Linked DNA regions of Mus musculus: region 2 is linked to region 1. Evidence: chromatin contacts called from public Hi-C data. All regions are on one chromosome and are shown on one strand. Each heading gives the region's core, a stretch centred on a gene start, on an enhancer-like site or on the middle of the called end of the contact. The rest is flanking DNA. Distances are from core to core; before and after follow the strand shown.

Region 1 (4,517 bases), core at 815-3,314:
AGCAGGGACTCATGGGAACGCGACTCTTTCAGTTTAGGCAGACCTCGAGACCTAAAAGGACAGGATACTTAAGGCAGTGTTACATGAAGGTCTAATAAAAGGAGACTAAGAAAAATGCTCGAATGTAGAAGGGAGAAAACTAAGGAGGAACACATAAATATTCTATGATATTAAGAGTATTAGCAATTACATCCATAAACTGAACACATACATGAACACACCTTCAACAAAGCAAAAAAATATCATTTTACAAGCCTCAAACGACCCCTACATTCCTGTACAGATGTTATTTTTATTTTCCCTTCTGTCCCCGACAGCAGCTGAAGCCTCAGCTTGCTTCTTTGTGTGCTGGCAGGTCCCACCCCCACTCCACACATACAGCAAGAGAAAGCAAGCAGTAGTAGTCAGAGCGACAGCAAGAAAGACAAACTTTTCAGCACAAGAATGTCTTTCAAACAGCCTGATTTTCATCTTAATATGGAATTCTCTTCTGGTAAACTTTGACTTCTATACATGCTTTATAGTATAAATATCAATAAAAAAATAGAATGCCTTGAAGAAACTTCTTATATAGTTAAGAAAAAGAAGACGTTAAGTCGGCAAAAGGCAGCTGACACTGTCAGCAGGCAGGCATCTTGGCTGACTCTTTTGCTGGCTGTTTAAAGAGAAAGGTAGTTAGTTAGGTATTCTAGCTCTTGTCACTACAGCAGCTAGTGCTTCACTGCGTTCTTACTGTAAACTGTAAAAATTAGTGGAACCAACTATGATAGAAAACAATTTTCATAAATTCAGAAATGTATGGCCATGCAGTTTTCGTCAATAAGTGTACTTATTAATTGAAACAACTATATGCTTCACGTGCAAGGTCTTAGAAAGAAATATCTGTGTAAAAGACATTTGTTTTGGTAAAATATTTTAAGCAGTCTTCCCCATTTACTAGGAGCAAGGGTAATACTAAAGGGAGCCAGAAGAGTCTAAATTATTGAACAATAGGATAGTGGAAACTCACACTAAGGTCACTACCTTCGGTCTCTACCCTACTTAGTCAAGCTCAGTAAATAAGAAACATCTGAAGCAGTAAGGATACTTTAGCCTGCTGTTACAACAAAAACAAAACAACAAATAATAACCACCACCTAGTTTGGCTGGAAAATATTGTGTTCTGACAGCAATTTTTTTAAGTAAAAAAGGCAACATACTATTTCCCACTAATAATGCAAAGTATGTTCAAAAAGGGACAAAAGCCACCAAATATAGTGTATACAAAATATGACAAAGCAACAGTTGTATTCATTTCCCTTTCTTCTAGATAAGAAAACATGTTTGAAGTTATGTGGGGAAAATACAATACAATACAATTATAAATAAATACTTTTTTAACCTTAGTCACTTATCATAATGCAGCCTTTCTCAATATGCTGAATCAGATGCCAGATTGAAGTAACAGAACACCACAATCTTTGTTAAACAAACAGAAAACAATGCTAGCTATCCTTCTCAGGAACTGCTGGAGGAAAACCACTGTAGCTCAGGGATGGTCAGATCACCGGGAAAGGCCAAGGTATATTTAAAGTAGAAAGAGCTATGACAAAGTTTCTTTTATTTTTTTTATAATCTCCAAAAATTAAAATATCAATTAATTTTATTTAAAACAAAGTAAATGTCTACCTACATGAAGCAACTGTGCAGCCACTTGGCAGTGCAGCCCCAAACCATAGCGGTGCCACATGTCCCGGTATGTAGCAAGTCACTTCCTGGACTATATCTCAGAAAATTCTGTTTAGAAGACAGGAACCAACTGAGTATGATTTCCCTGATGCCTTCAGTTACTGATGCTGCATAAAAAGCCTTTCAGGTGTTACTCAAATCTTCAACAGACGCAGGACAGAAACACAAACAACAGAACAAGTCCTCTCTATCCAAGGCCTGAAGTGCAGGTGATGTCCCTGTATTCCTCCAGGCTGCATCTAGCCCCTCAGGTAACACAAACAAGGTTCCAGGGCTCTAGGCTGGGCCTGTTGCCATGGTGCTACACCTTTAAGGAGATTAGAGCTAGAAGGCAGCAGGGAGAAGCTGCAGCTGGCAGGGCTCAGGGAGCATGCTCTGCAAACAGGCTCTGCTAAGGTGACTGCTTTCTAATAGCAGGGAAGGAGCAGGGAGGGCTCATTCCCATTAAATTCTCAGTCAAAGGCTGGTAACAGAGGCAGCTCTGGAGGTAGGGAATGATCTCTTATTAAAGACTACTAACAGATCTAGGATGCTTTAGCTTGTTTCATGTGCTTGCTAGCTACCCTCCTCCTAGATATTCACTATATCCCTGTTTACAAGTACAATCTCTCACACCTGGTATTTCCTTTGCAGTGCTCACCCTCTTTGCATGGTTTATCTGGTTTAAAGTTATTTTCTAACTCTAGAATAGAGTTAAATTAGATATTTTTTCAATATTCTTCCAGTTGAGCCCAACTTCTAATATCTGCTATAAAAACTCATTCTAACCAAGCCATCTGGAAGTATAATTTAAAATGCTACTGAAATTTCAGTATTTAATATATAGTTCAGAATCTTCTATAGTTCAAAATGTGGTTATGCACATACATGAATCGATAGGCAAAGTCTAATATGTCCAACCTTACTACTGAATAAATAAGCAGGCTCTTCCTCTATTGAGAAGACAGTGTCTCTGAGAAGTAATTCCCATAGAAGCATGATTACAGTAAACAGAAGATCAAACAGCCTGGGGATGTCTCAGGGCAAGAGTGGGGAAGGAGGCATTATTTCAAAATGGCATTAGAAACCCCAGGTCACCTCTAATCATGTTTACCTCTTCCTGTGTCTTCACATGAATTGATTTTCCACAGATCTTCTAATTATTGAGTTTTAGAGCCTGGTGCCACCAGTTTACTCTTCTAATGGAACAGAATGGGGATTTATTGGGAGAATAATGAGTTTAAAACAACTTTTCCAAGGCGAGCCTTGACAAGGGTCTTCATCAAGAAACCCGACTTGGCCATGAAAGGAGTGCATTCCTTGACTGCTGGCCAGATTCTTTTCCTGACGTCTCTCCTTTGCCCTGTACCATTAGTATAAGCACCAGAGAGGAATATAATCCAGGGTTCCAATGTTACTGTTCCTTAGTTTAACTGGGAAACAGCTTCCTAGAGGTTGACTGCACACTGAATTAACAAACATCACAGTCTACATTTAGTCAGTTTATGAAGTGTGAGGGTAGGGTTAGCATGGGTTAAAATCTAATTGTTGATGAAGATTACCTGCTGACTTATTGAGGCAAGGGAGGCTGTTACCACACTAAATGCCTGTTATATAACTTCATTACTTAAAATGGGTCTTAGAGAAGTGAATGGCTGGGGGATGGGGAACCATCGTGCACAAACCAGTGGATGCACTGGTGCAGAAGGAAAGCGTAAAAGAACCCTGATTAGTGCAATCTGAAATAAACACAGCTGGATTTTCTCAGCTTACCCATCCGAGTTTTTAAAGTCACGTTTCCCCGACAGCTCCAATAATGCTTGGTTGGCTAGCTCAATCTGCCACATGTTTACAGATTCAGTTCCAAATTTAGGAATTGGGAAACTTTTAATTAAAAATGCTTATTGCCACACAAAATCCTGGACTCAGTGCAGGTGAGTTTCTGCTTGGTTGGCAGTTATGATTCTGAACTGTGTCACTGAATTCTTGAAGAAACACTGAGTACTGCAGGGCACTCCTGTCTTAACCAGTATGCATTTTAAGGCACTCACTCTGAAAATGTCCCAAAGAGTAATTAACAAACCTGGGTATCTCAACACTTTTAACGCATTTTAAAACTGAGATTTCACAGTAAGAAAAGATTTTTTTTCCAGTTCCATGGATTTTACTGATCAGATATATTGTGAACATTTCCAAGTGATTCTATCTGCAGAAAAACATCTAATTCGCTTGAATCTTGGCTTTCCATCTCAGGCTTTATATAGCACTCACTAACTAGTGTTCTCTGATGCACTCAACACACACCATCTGAGAGTCTCGAGAGCTCCAGCTGCACGGGCCTGCTTGCTGTAGGTGAAACCAGCCCTTGCTGCTCATGCTACTGCTTTTTTTTATGTTAGCCACACATAGCTACTTATGGAAGCACATTACATAATACAGACTTTCCTTCTCTCTGCTCTCAAGTGTCCAGACAGGATGGTCTGATGAGCCTAGATGCTAGGGACAAAGCAGGGCATCTATAGACTGAGTCATCATTTGAAATAAAAACCTCACGGCTCTCCATCCCACAGAAAGGGAAACAAAGCAACTTCAACATGTACTCATGTGCACATTCAATAAAGGGAACATAGAAAGAGACTAGAAAATCAAAATACATTTTGATTAGTAGAAAATTATCTAATAGAAAATGTACCATTTTATAATACACCTTTCTTGGTCCTTAAATTGTAAATGTATTAAAACCTACTAGTATCAATCAAATAAATATAAACACATATATACTGAATTAACCAAAGACATATAAACAAACC
Region 2 (4,517 bases), core at 1,371-3,870, 270 kb after region 1:
TGACAGACATAGAGCAGGCCCCTGTTGTTTTTTTTTTTTTTTTTTTTTTTTTTCGAGACTAATAATATTTCTGGAACGGAGAGGCTTGAATCATACGTCTCTTCATATTGCTGTGTGGGAAGTTTCAGTTATGAGCCCAACAATCAGAGAGACGGTGGTTCGTTTAAGTCTCAGTGGAGCAGTGTGCAAAAGGAATCTGGAAGGATGTTGGGGTGGGAAGGGGTGGGTGCACACCGAAGAGGGAGCTATAAGGATAGGGGTAGGGATGGCTTCCCTGGAGCCTGTTTTGGGGAATAAAGAGGATGGGCTAAGAAGCCTTCTTTCCACCCCTTTGTTTCTCCCTTGAATGCCTTTTGAAAAACATGGGGAAAATATCTTGTGCAAGTGCCTCTTCCTGACTAAGCTCACTGTCAGGAAAGGAAAGTCCGTGCGCTCCAGTGGTTTATTTTTGTGACCAGAGGCTCCAGGCCCTGCACACAACACAGACTCTTCCTTGCTCTGATGGAAAGAAAACTGGGTGTGAGCCTCCCGTCCCAGGGGCCAGAGTGGAGGAACGGGTGTTATCTGAAGGCTTATTCTCCGTTTTAGGAAACGAGAATAGAGTATAGGCTACCGTGGGATAGACGTGGGGTGGAGTCCATTAAACCTGCTGGCAGTGGGAGCTTTTTTATATCAGTCTTTAGGCAAACAAGCATAGAATTAGACTTTAATTAAATAAGGCTTAAACGGCTGTGCTTCCCGGCGAGCCTGCTGGTCATTAAAGTTTACTGTTATCACCTGCTTCTGAGCAACCTGTAGCTCAGGACTGGAGGCTGGATTAGGGGTTTTACATTTGGACACATGGGCCAAAGGAAAGACCTGAGCATCAGCTACCCCCCCCCCCCCGGGGGAGACAAGGCCTCTCTGTACATTTTGCATATGTTCTGGGCAGGGACCCAAAAGATTCTGCGTTTTCCTCTCTGTCTTGCCTTCATAAGACAAGTGTGAATCTGTCTAACCTAGAAGAAAACAGGTTTGGGACTTGGTATCCCCCTGCCTCCCTCTGTCCCTGTCCTTCCTTAGAGATCACCTGCTGCAAGGAACGCTGGGACTTGAGGGCAGGCAAGTAAGTCCAGCAAGCATGACAGTCACATGCTAGGTTCTTCTTGCTTCCTTCCCAGTGAAGATGACCTTAAAATAGAGCTCTGTTTTGAAAGAGTTTCAGGGAAAACTGATGAATATGGACGGAGGAAGGAAACCGGAAAGGTCCAGTTAAAGGGCAAGGCGGAGTCCTGCAGACTTGTTTGCTAGTGTTCCGAGGTAGCGTTGACCCTGCATCAGCAGGCGCTCCCAAATGTGGGGACCTGACTCCCACCACTACTCCTGACCCTTTAGCGATTCCCAAGTGCCCTAAGGGTTATTACCGAATATCCCCACTAGAACAGGCTTCTTCTTTTTTTTTTTTTTTTTAAAAGATTTATTTATTTATTTATTTATTTATTTATTATATGTAAGTACATTGTAGCTGTCTTCAGACACTCAGAAGAGGGGGTCAGATCTTGTTACAGATGGTTGTGAGCCACCATGTGGTTGCTGGGATTTGAACTCTGGACCTTCGGAAGAGCAGTCGGGTGCTCTAACCCACTGAGCCATCTCACCAGCCCTAGAACAGGCTTCTTAAATGCTGGGCTCTGCCTCTTGGGCTCCCTCTTACCCACTTACAGGCTCTTCTTTCAGTTCCTTAAATAGGCCTTGCTTCCTCTCTTCCCTGACCTTTCTTTGCTTCTAACTCCTGTATTCGATGATCCCACTGGAGGGCTCTACCTCCAGGAAGCCTTCCTTCTTTCTTCACCTGGACCCTGAGTTAGGCTTCTCTCCTACGGACACTCACAGACCCTACCTTACCTGCCACCCAGTACGTTGATTCAGAACTGCTCATTCATTTCCCACACTGGACTGTAAATGGCTGAGGGCGGTATGAAGGTCTCTGTCTTGTCTACCTACCATTGTATTCCCAGAGCTTGGCACCCAGTAGTGCTCTGCAAGCTTGTATTGAATCCACAACACTGTGCCAATATGAAAATTGATGGCTGATGATATTTAAAGTACCCGCTGAGGCACCAGGAGAAGGCCTTGAGTTAGACTCTGGGTCTCACTTTATTCCAAGGTCCCCTTTCATCCTACCCTCCCCACAATAATTTACAAACATCTTAGTCTGCAATGATGCCATTCAGCCCCCTTGGGCCTGGGGCTCCTTGATGAATATAGGCAAGCATCTATGTCTAACTTACCACTCTATTCTATTAACTTGAAAACTGCTAACTCATTATAATCTTTTAAAAAAGATATCTTTATAGTTTTGCCTTATCTTTGAACTTTTTGGGAGTAGGAAGAATGCCTTCGATTCTTCCAATATCTAATGTTTGAGAATGCACAATCTGTACATCTTTAAGGACTCATTTTTCTCTGGGAATCGGATTTCTGATAGTGCCACTGTGAAATGCATGCAGGATATATTCAGTGCTGTGGCAACGAGACAAGTTTCTGGAAGGAAACCGGTTCCTGGGTGGGCTGGCAAGCTACTGGCCAGAACAACATGGGCACCACAGCTTTGGCAGTTGGCAAGGGAGAAGCGCTCGAAAAGGCTGCTTCAGGCTGCCCTCTAGTGACCGGAGGCTCTGCCAGGCCAGAAGTCCTTGAACTTGAGCAGGAAGCAGAACCATCTGGGGGGTTTGCCTAAACTATACATGCCAACCCATAGGGTGCCATACCAGTTGGAAGACCAACTCTTTTCTTCATCAGCACCTTCAGGGATCTGCTGCTGCTGTCCTTGATTGCACCGCAAAGGGCCTACGCACTCGATGTGAGAACATCCAAGCTCATTTTGATGTCGCTGGGCATGGACCATTCACTGCTCACTGACTCTGTGTGTGTGTGTGTGTGTGTGTGTGTGTGTGTGTGTAGACGGAGAGAGGAGGGAGAGATGGAGAGACAGAGACAGAGAGACAGAGCAAGCATCCCTGGCATGGACACTAGACTATTTATTCTTCACCAGACTTGTAAAGGGGTGGGGGTCAGGGGCTGGGTCATTCAGCAAACATTTTGGGAAGGATTGTATCACCCCCTCTTGGTGTTTCTACACAGTCCAGTGAATCAGTAATGACGGGTAGCTCCAGCCCCCCTTCTTGTTTTATGCCTCATGATACATATCCTTATGGCCAACACTGTGTTAAGCTGTGCAAATATATCATATCCCGAAGTCTCTAGAGGCACTGGGAGTAGGGCATTATTTGTACCATCCAAGCAGAAGCGTGGGTATCCTGGACAATCGGCTCAAGCATAGGCAACAGCTAGGATTCACTTTCGTGCATCTGTGCTTGGATTCTGTTAAGTAAACTCACTGGCAAGGCAAACAAAGCAAAAGCCACATCCAGCTCTCCGTTATGAAAAGGACCCATTCATACTCAGAAACCCAACAGAGGATGCTCATAGCAACAAAGCAATTGTCTCCCTGGATCTCAATACATCTCTCCCTCTGGACAGTTTTAACTGAAGGCTGTTGCCCTACTTAGGGGCTGTCAGCACATTAAAATGTTTGTGGAGTCCTGCCACTTGATCAAGTTCTCTGGTGTGCAGCCTGGTACTCACTTAAATCATTGATGCACTTTTTCCTGTCCTGGTGGCCCCTCATTGGGTCAGTGCAATGGTGAACCTTATTTAGTGGATTTGGATTTAATACTGGATCTGAGTGCTGCACTGGGGCCTGGAAATAAGAAGGAGGACTAGGTAAGACTGAGTGCCCAACTTTCAGGGGTCAAAGCCCAGAGGGCACTTTATCTTTGATGCAATATAATATGCGCTCTACAGGAAATCCGAGCTCAGGGCTAGGATAGCACAAGACAATTATCCTCTCTGTTCTCAGGAACAAGTTGAACAGAGCAAAGCTATCACCGATGCCTCCGATAATCTAATAATTGATGACCACTAGTATTTTCGTAGGGATTGCCTAACGTTACATCATTTGCTTTCATATTTGCTAGGTCAGGTCTCTCTTCTTACATAGTCTCTCTTTCAGTACCTGGAAAAGAAGCCACGGCTGGGAAGGTGCCATCTGATTTCAGCTGGCTAATCGGCTTTTCCGGAAAACTTTAAGCATAAACTCACAGAGCCCTTAATGAGAAAGCTCATTAAAAGAGCCGTCTAAAATGGTGAGACAAATTACATGCACAACCCAGCCCACTCTTTTCCTCTTGGTTTCCTTCGCTCCCTCCCAGGCTGTGGCATTAAAAGGACAAGGTGAAGTAAGCCATCAGGTGGAAAAAAAGACCCTGCCACTCTAGGCAAACCATCTCTACCTCGATGCTTTGATGACATTTTTTCCCCTGCACCACTGCAGTGTTAAAAAACGTTCCCCAGACAGCAGGAAGCCCATGCACATATAATGATGGCCTTGGTAAAAGCCTTTGATTGTGTGTATTTGGGTGGAACTTGAGCTTGTAATTGGCGAGTTCACAAATTGTCTGTGACAGAGCCTCTCT

Evidence for each region. A called contact is a pair of places that touch in the nucleus more often than the background predicts.
Region 2: a contact with region 1 is called in a Hi-C map of rod photoreceptor, with 2.1 times the contacts expected there. The contact joins two enhancer-like sites. A contact is called at or near these places in 3 of 39 promoter capture datasets (liver and stem cell-derived epiblast-like cells), 1 of 484 Hi-C or Micro-C datasets (rod photoreceptor), 3 of 115 datasets of contacts at active chromatin or transcription factors (cardiomyocytes, embryonic hindbrain and embryonic stem cells) and 2 of 9 other capture datasets (adipose tissue and liver).

Annotation. Positions count from the first base shown.
Region 1 is chr1:157,179,202-157,183,718 of GRCm38.p6, forward strand. Rasal2 (RAS protein activator like 2) reads right to left here. Exons shown (of 18, transcript NM_177644.5): 6 at 1-51. Among named protein-coding and RNA genes, the nearest start is that of Gm30694, 61 kb to the left of the region's middle. Within about 2 kb of position 2,065, at least 45 of the 459 cell types and tissues checked have an H3K27ac peak or open chromatin away from gene starts, as enhancers often do. A contact at or near this core is called in rod photoreceptor, where this site is marked.
Region 2 is chr1:157,443,896-157,448,412 of GRCm38.p6, forward strand. No RefSeq gene overlaps it. Among named protein-coding and RNA genes, the nearest start is that of Cryzl2, 12 kb to the right of the region's middle. Within about 2 kb of position 2,621, at least 50 of the 459 cell types and tissues checked have an H3K27ac peak or open chromatin away from gene starts, as enhancers often do. A contact at or near this core is called in rod photoreceptor, where this site is marked.